Regions from separate parts of the Ovis aries genome. Here regions 2 and 3 are each linked to region 1. A link is a contact called in public Hi-C data. All regions are on one chromosome and are shown on one strand. The core of a region is the stretch at or near the end of the contact, and the rest is flanking DNA. Distances in the headings are between cores, read along the strand shown. Region 1 overlaps ATOX1 (antioxidant 1 copper chaperone). Region 2 has its middle 4.2 kb from the start of SPARC. Region 3 holds the start of G3BP1 (G3BP stress granule assembly factor 1).

Region 1 (2,569 bases), core at 49-2,548:
TGCAGATATTGTGCACTGCACGGACGAGGAAACTGCTTCTGGGAGAGATGAGGTGACTGGTCCAAGGTCACAGGTGGCTGAAGGCAGAGCCAGGTCTCATCCCAGGTCACTGATCAAAGCAGTGATGTGGTTCCCAAGACTTTTCAGTAGGAATGCCAGGTCAAAACTGCTCCCACCAGATGCCTTTTTTTTCTTTCTCTTACAATCACGCAGTGAAGTTTCCAGGATCTAAAGGCTGTGCGATGACCTCATCTCGCCCCAATGGCTCATGGGAGATGTGCTTATGTATTCTTGCGTTTCAAACATTTGTTTTAATTTCTAACATGGCATAACCCACATAACCATAAACTCTTTGAGACACTCAGAAATGTTCAAGCATGTAAAAGGGTCCTGAGATCAAATAGTCTGAGAGCTGCCGCTTTAAAGTATTTTTAAAAAGTAAATAAAGCTATACAAATGAAAACATCCCCTTTGTTTTGATATAACTGAATCAACTCCGTGAGGCATTAACTTTTAGGTCGACTGGGATTCTAGTTGCCATCTCTATAGATATTTGATTAATTAAATACACACCAAAAAAATGTACGTGAATAGAGAATGTTTACTGAGTGATTTCTAACTGGCAAGCACTCTCTAAGTGATTTACATGAGTCATTTAATCCCCACAACCACCATTTGCAAGAGATGCTGTTACATTTTATGCCTGTGGACATCAAGAGATTACTGGGAGATGTGGAGCTTAGACTCTATCCCAGACAGTCTCTCTCTTCCCATTATTATGATACACAAGCACATCTTCCCATTATTATTCCCACTACCATACAATTTTACGTCCCTTAAATGCATTCACTTGACAGACAAAAGTTTTTCAACATATGGAGTCTAAGAAAGTAGTGAAAAGAAACAGGATCACCAACCTAACCCAACACCTTCACTTACAGATGAGGAAAAGTGAGGCCCAGAGAGGGTAAGTGATCTGCAAAAGCTCACACAGCCAAGATTCAGGATCCACTGGACCTGGGAGCTGTCAGAACGCCAACCCGAGGAAGCACTGTAGTTATTTCCTTCACAGCAACATGTGAGCGGCACAGCACAGCACGTAAGCAAGTGACAAGACCAGGCGAGAGACAGTATCGCCAGCAAAATCGGCTTGACTTTATTGCAGGGAAGCTACAGAGGAGCAGGGCAAGTGACGGTCTCCGCAGGAACTACCATTGCTGAGCGGGATTGCCAGGTCCTAGGTCTGTCTGGAAGGCAGGAGAGGATCAGCGTCCTGGAAGAAATGAGACGTGAGGTGGAACACTGGTGCCATCTGCTGTGCACATGGAGACACTACAGAAGCAGTAAAGATTCACTAAGAGGCAGTTGCAGGGCGGGAAGTGGGAAACCCATGTGCTGAGTAGGACTAAGAACCCCATGTCCAGGCCTGCACACCGCTCCTACAAGAATGCCTTGACCTTGCTAAGCCGATCACTGCTGAAGCCCTCTTCCAGGCTCTCCCAGGGCTGCTGGAGCTCTTCCTCTGTCTTGTTTCAACTTATACTGGGATGGCAACAGAAAAAAGCCATGAGCAAACAAATCTGCTAAGAGCCAGATGATCAAGGAGACCTCATAACCAATAAACATTCATCGTCTGGTTCCTGAACCTGGCTTCGAATCAGTCACTGGGGAGCCTCTTAAAACAGATTCAGGGACAGATGCTGCCTGGTGTGTGGGAGTAAAACTGGCTTGATCAGTGATCCTCACCCAGCACTGTGGCATGAACCTCCAGGAGCCCCTTCATACTACACATCGTTACTGACAGGTGTGCAGACCAAACTCTATGATGCCTGAATTTGCTGTGAATACAGGGGTGGTGAGAGTGGGCCATGGATGAAATGATGCCAATGACTCGATAACTGATCTGGGAGGTGGGCATGTGGAGATTCATTTTACGACTCTACTTGTATAGTTTTGACAGTTCCTATAATTTTAAAAAAAAAGCTAAAATAGATAAATTAGTGAAAACTACTATGAGAACTATCTAGTCATTGAAAGGAATGAAGTACTTATACATGCTAAGCTTGAGTGAATCCTGAAAACATTATGCTGAGTGAAAGAAGCCAGACACAAAAGGTCACGTAATGTTTCCTTTTATAGGAAACATCCAGAATAGGTGAGTCCAGAAGGGCAGAAAGCAGACTTGTGGTTGCCAGGGGACGGAGAGAGGAGGCAGTGGGGAATGAGTGTGAGCTTAAATGGGTACAGGGAGTCTTCCCAGTGGGATGAAAGTTTTGAAATTAGAGTGGCGGTACAACACTCTGGACACACTGTAAAGGCCCATGAGTGGCACATATGACAATGGTCAGCTGAACGTTATGAGAATTTAATCTCAATTTAAACAGAAGAGCCTACTATGAGAAAAAACACACATTAAGCTATACATGGTTTACAACTGGCAGGTATTTTTATTTATTCGTTTGGCTGTGTTGGGCTGTCTTGGTTGCAGCATGAGGGATCTAGTTCCCTGACCAGGGACTGAACTTGGGCCCCCTGCATTGGGCATGCAGACTGTTAGCCACTGAACCAC
Region 2 (2,569 bases), core at 52-2,551, 50 kb before region 1:
CACCACCACCCAAGTTCACCTCCCTTGAAACATAAAGGGCCTCCTGTGGGCTCTCTCTGGACACTGAAAAGTTGCTGAAGGACAGAACTAGGGAAAAAATCTTGGAATCATTAAATTTTAGACTGTGGATCTTGGAATCATAGAACCCTAAAGACATGAAGCACAGAATCTGAGTTATAGTCATCAAATCTGATTTGAGTAGAAGAATTTATGAAGCAATGCAGTCTAATAGAACTTTCTAAGATGATGAAAATATTCTGTATCTGCATGTGTAACGTGATGGCTAGTGGCCACCAGTGGTTATTGAACACTTGAAATGTTGCTAGTGCAAATGAAGGGCTGAAGTTTTCATTGTATTTCATTTTAATTAACTTAAATTCTACCTAACCATATGTGGCTAGTGGCTACCATATTAAGACAGAGCTTGCTTTGTCCCTCAGTCATGCCCAACTCTTTGCGACCCTGTGGACTATAGCCCGCCAGGCTCCTCTGTCCATGGGATTCTCCAGGCAAGAACACTGGAGTAGGTTGCCTTTCCCTTCTTCAGAGGATCTTCCAAACCCAGGGATCAAACTCAGGTCTCCTTCATTGCCAGTGGATTCTTTACTATCTGAGTCTCCAGGGAAGCCCATATTAGACAGAGTGGTTATCAACTTTTATAGAGGCATTATGGCAGAGCGGTAAGCCCAGGGGCTCTGGAGACAGAATATACAGGTTCAAATCCTGGTTCTGCCATATAGCAGTTGTGTGACTTTCAGAAAGTGATTTTCCCTCTCTGGGCCTCCGTTTATTTCTCCATCTTTAAAATGAAAATAACATACTTACCTTGAAAGACTCATGGGTGATTACAAGAGATAAGCATCAGAAGAGTGTCTTAAAATACAAAGATCCCAGAATCTCCATTCACCTTGAAAATCCAGGACAAGAATCCTAGCTTTTTGTTCATGGCCCAGGGAGAACAGGTGCTGGGCTGGAACAAAGGAGGCATTTTTCCTTTTGGTCTCGGGTACTCCAGCCCGGCCTCCGCAGGGCACAGTGATGAAGCCAGGTCCCAGGCTGCCCTCTCAGTTGGGCTGCTGACGCAAACCAGACATCTTGCTTCCACCATTTGGCTTACTAACAAGGGTTCCCAAAACACATGTTCCTGGTAAACAAGCCCAAAGAGAGGAAAACAAGTCTAGAGGCTAATAAAGGAACTCGTGAGTGAGCCAGGCCCACCAGAATGCCAGGACTCAGAAGGAGGCTGAGACGGTCCAGAGAGGTGCCAGTGTGGCCACGTGGGCACTCACACCCCAGGGAGCACACACAGCCACTCAGAGGTGACGTGGAAGTCAGGAGCCCTGGGATTGAGTCTTGGCAGTGTTGCCCCCAGCTCACCCTTCAAATCAGGATAGGCTCCGCTACTCCTTGGACTTCACCTAGCGCCACTCCTCTGCACAATGCAGACGTTGTTTTAGATCAGTGGTGTTCAGAGTCATATAAGCCAGGGAGCCTTTCTCTCAGTGAAGTCTTCTGCAGAAGTCCAAGTTTGAAACAACTAAGAGCCGTTCACTTTTGTTGTACATATGAATGCACTATTATCTATTCAATGAATCAGCTCGAAATTTAAAAAAAAAAAAAAAAACAAAACAGTGTTGAGATGGGGGCTGGCACTGGGACACTCCCTGAGATGCCTTGGAGAACCTCTAAGTTCTTTCATGAGAGAGTTTGAAGACCTGAGGCCATAGTCCCTAAGGTTCCTTTCAGCCCTGACGTTCCAAGTCAGCTGAGTCAGAAGCCTATCAGAGGACCACCTTTCCCAGCCTGGCCCTTGACTTCCTGCTCCACTTCTAACAATTCTTGCTGGAAGGGAAGAAGCTAAGGGAAACATTTAGGGCAGCAGTCCCCAACCTTTTTGGCACCAGGGACCAGTTTCATGGAAGACAATTTTTCCACAGACCAGGGCAGAGTGGAGCGTGTGATTAAAGCACATTCTATTCATTGTGCACATTATTGCTATTATTATTACATCAGCTCCACCTCAGATCATCAGGCATTAGGTCCTGGAAGTTGGGGACCCCTGTTTTAGGGTGCTCAAGCATAGCTTTGAAGAGGTTCAGAGGCAACTCAGAAATGGCCCCAGAGGATGAGACTGGTATCAGTCTGACAGAGGTTCCATAAACACATCTAAGATGCCACGTTTTGCTGTGGTTAGAAGCCCCAGGGCGGAGCTTCAGGCTCTCCCCGTTGGCTCCCCCTAGGGGCCACTGGTGCATCTGGGTGACCGCAAATGGAAGGGATGAGAAATAACATCAAGCTGTCACATCCTAAAGATAGCAAGCAAATCCATGGCACACGTGGCTACACCTGCTCCTCCTGTGCATGTGGCAGACATTACTAATCAATCATATGACCTTTCCCCCTAAAGTCCAGTTCAGTTCAGTCGCTTAGTCGCGTCCGACTCTTTGCGACCCCATGAATTGCAGCACGCCAGGCCTCCCTGTCCATCACCAGCTCACGGAGTTCACTCAGACTCATGTCCATCAAGTCGGTGATGCCATCCAGCCATTTCATCCTCTGTCGTCCCCTT
Region 3 (2,569 bases), core at 18-2,517, 35 kb after region 1:
CCTACTGCAGGGTCACATGCCTGGAAGGAGAACGGGACCGAGGCGTGACCCTGTGTTTCCATATAAAACCGCTCATGGTGACCAATAGAGGGCCCAACAAATCAGTAAGAGACGTGGACAGGACCAGTCTGGTGCACCACTTAGCGCCTGAAGTGTTTCGCGAAAGCTTCGGGGTGTTCACAAAGGAGTTTGACAAGCTACCTTGTCAAGACATAACGACCCGAAGAAATAAACCCCCACAGCCACAGCACTGGAAATCTGAATGACAATGGTGTTGCAGGAAGGCCCAAGCCGTTAGGAGAATTTACAGACTCCGGTTTCTGGATGGACGCGCACGAGTGACCTGCAGCAGCACTTGCAGAGAACCGCGGGGTGGAAATATGTCTTTAAACTCAATGCTCTTCACGTGAGACTTTTTTTTTTTAAAAAGAATAGGATCTTAGGTACACAATGTGAGTTACTTTCCCCTCTGGTTTCCCTGAATAGTTGTCCAATAGTGCTGACTAATGGTGGGAGCCACCAAGTGCCCTTAGGCGGCCACATGGAAATAAAGTTGGTATAAGAAAGAAACAAAACAACCAAACAACGGGAAACTTTATCACCTGGTTCCCCTGGTATCAAACTGTGCGGAAAAGGTGGGATCAGGGGTCTCAGGGATCGCACCCAATGAGTCAAAAAAGGAAAGGAAAAAGGAGACAGAAGCAGGGACCAGTAGAGCCTCAGAACCGCCCCAAAGGGCACGGCGACCCGGGGCTCGGTCTCCTCGGTGCTGTCCAACCCCCGCGTCAATCAGCTCCTTCCCGCGCTGCGATTGGCCAGGAGCTTCCTTGGCCATCCTGGCGCCCACCTCCTAGTTGCTTGGGGTTTACTTCCCCAAAGTACACGGGCCCCACCTTGTGGAGCAACCGCTCCTGCAGGGAGAACTGATCTCCGCCCAGGGGAAGACGTTTTAACGAATGGGAACGGCCCCACATATTTATTGGCTACAATGGACATCGATCAAGTAATTTCCCTCCCTCCTTCACACCGTACCCTTCACTTATTGGCCTCTCTCAGTGCCAATTCGTTACTAGGGAAACGAGCTCCTCACAGTCTCATAGGCATGAGTTAAAGCCAATCAAGAGCCACGCCTTCATCCTGAGTCAGTACCCAATTGCTGCTCGAAGAGCTCAGAGGACGCAGTCGGGATTGGCCACCAGCCTGGCCGACCTGGCCGCAACAAGTTAGGCTGAGTCACCGTTATATAGCCCGGCGACGGAGCACGCGTGTGTGCGGACGCAGTTGCGTGAGGGGTTTTTTTACCTTTTGCCGTGCCGTGGAGCAGAGCTTGTTCCTCTCCCGCTCAGCCGCGCAGGTAAGCTGGAGCGTGGGCGGGGCTGGGCGGCCCCAGGACGCGGACTAACTGGGGCTCTGATGGGAGGGAGGAGAAGTCCGAACGGCGACCGCGCCAGGCGCGCCCACCGTCCCCCCCCTTCCCCAACGGCCGCAGGCGCGCGCGGCGGGCGCCCGGGCGCGCGGCGACTCTCCGCCTCCCGCCCCCACTGGCCCGGCGCGCGTGGCCGTGTCCGCGTCCGCCGCGTGCGCGTGCCGCGCCCAACGGCCACGCGGGGCGAGAGCGAGCCGCGGCCGCCGCCCGGGCCCCAGGGTGATCTTGGGGGCCTGGGGCCCCGCGCGGCCGGATCGTCAGCTTTTCCCGCTCGCTTTCCCCGCGCGCTAGCGAGGCCTTCCTCCTTTGGTGGGGGCTCCTCCTAGACCAGAGGAGGCTTTTCTTTGATGGTGGTGGTGGTGCGGGAGGGGGAAGGTGAGGCACGAAAGTGCGGTGAGAATTTTTCGACACTGGAAGCCGAAATGCTGCTCCTAGGTTTTCGAATTTTTTTACAGGGAGTAAAGGGGCAGCGAGTTTATGGGTATTGAGTGATGATAATAACTAACATTTTTCTAAGCCCTCACTATGTGCCAGGCACTGTGCGGAGCAACTTGTGTGTTTCTTCTTTACTCCTGAAACGCCCTGATGAGGTAGGTACGGTGATTTTCCTATTTTTACAGCCAACTCGAAGGCCCAGAGGTGGAGTGACACGGTCAGAGGCACACAGGCCATGAGGGGCAGGTATTTGTTTGAACCCAGGCCTTCTGACTCCTAGTCCCCGAACCTGCCTCATTCTTTGTTCCAGCGCTCTGTGCGGCCACAGGGTATCTTTGCCCCCAGAGCTCTAGTCCCTGGGGACAACCGCAGCCTCGGAAGACCGACTGCAGAGGCATTTATTTGTACTTGAGCCACTTGCAGGGTTTCCAGGGAGAAGAGGGTTGGACGTGGGATTATGACAAAGGGTAAAGGGTTCCTTTCTGCACATCTTCCTACAGGTTTGCTGCCCTAAATGCTTTTGGGGAAAGTGTAGAATAAAATCAATACGTCCAGGTGATCCTGGACAGTGTTCCTCCTCGGATTTGATCCTTATAGCCTGAGGATGGGAAGTTATCACCAGCAGGAAGTTAGGCTCTGATATTAGATTTTTTTTTTTTTTTTGATATTAGATCTTGAATCTTTTTTTTCCCTCCATTTTTTAATTGG

The links. Hi-C and Micro-C count contacts between places; a contact is called where the count stands out from the background.
Region 2: a Hi-C map of hypothalamus shows a contact between it and region 1, with 2.1 times the contacts expected there. The contact joins two enhancer-like sites. A contact is called at or near these places in 7 of 16 Hi-C or Micro-C datasets (blood, hypothalamus, mesenteric adipose tissue and 4 more).
Region 3: a Hi-C map of liver shows a contact between it and region 1, with 2.4 times the contacts expected there. The contact joins the promoter of G3BP1 here to the enhancer-like site in region 1. A contact is called at or near these places in 3 of 16 Hi-C or Micro-C datasets (liver, skin fibroblasts and tail adipose tissue).

Annotation. Positions count from the first base shown.
Region 1 is chr5:60,714,948-60,717,516 of ARS-UI_Ramb_v3.0, forward strand. ATOX1 (antioxidant 1 copper chaperone) reads right to left here. Exons shown (of 4, transcript NM_001009429.1): 4 at 1,134-1,273. Among named protein-coding and RNA genes, the nearest start is that of ATOX1, 18 kb to the right of the region's middle. Within about 2 kb of position 1,299, at least 16 of the 54 cell types and tissues checked have an H3K27ac peak or open chromatin away from gene starts, as enhancers often do. A contact at or near this core is called in hypothalamus and liver, where this site is marked.
Region 2 is chr5:60,665,195-60,667,763 of ARS-UI_Ramb_v3.0, forward strand. It overlaps a transcript of SPARC not described here. Among named protein-coding and RNA genes, the nearest start is that of SPARC, 4.2 kb to the left of the region's middle. Within about 2 kb of position 1,302, at least 16 of the 54 cell types and tissues checked have an H3K27ac peak or open chromatin away from gene starts, as enhancers often do. A contact at or near this core is called in hypothalamus, where this site is marked.
Region 3 is chr5:60,749,748-60,752,316 of ARS-UI_Ramb_v3.0, forward strand. It overlaps G3BP1 (G3BP stress granule assembly factor 1), which reads left to right and starts at 1,268. Exons shown (of 12, transcript XM_004008992.6): 1 at 1,268-1,354. It overlaps LOC132659832 (a long non-coding RNA gene), which reads right to left and starts at 1,543. Exons shown (of 2, transcript XR_009600706.1): 1 at 1,303-1,543.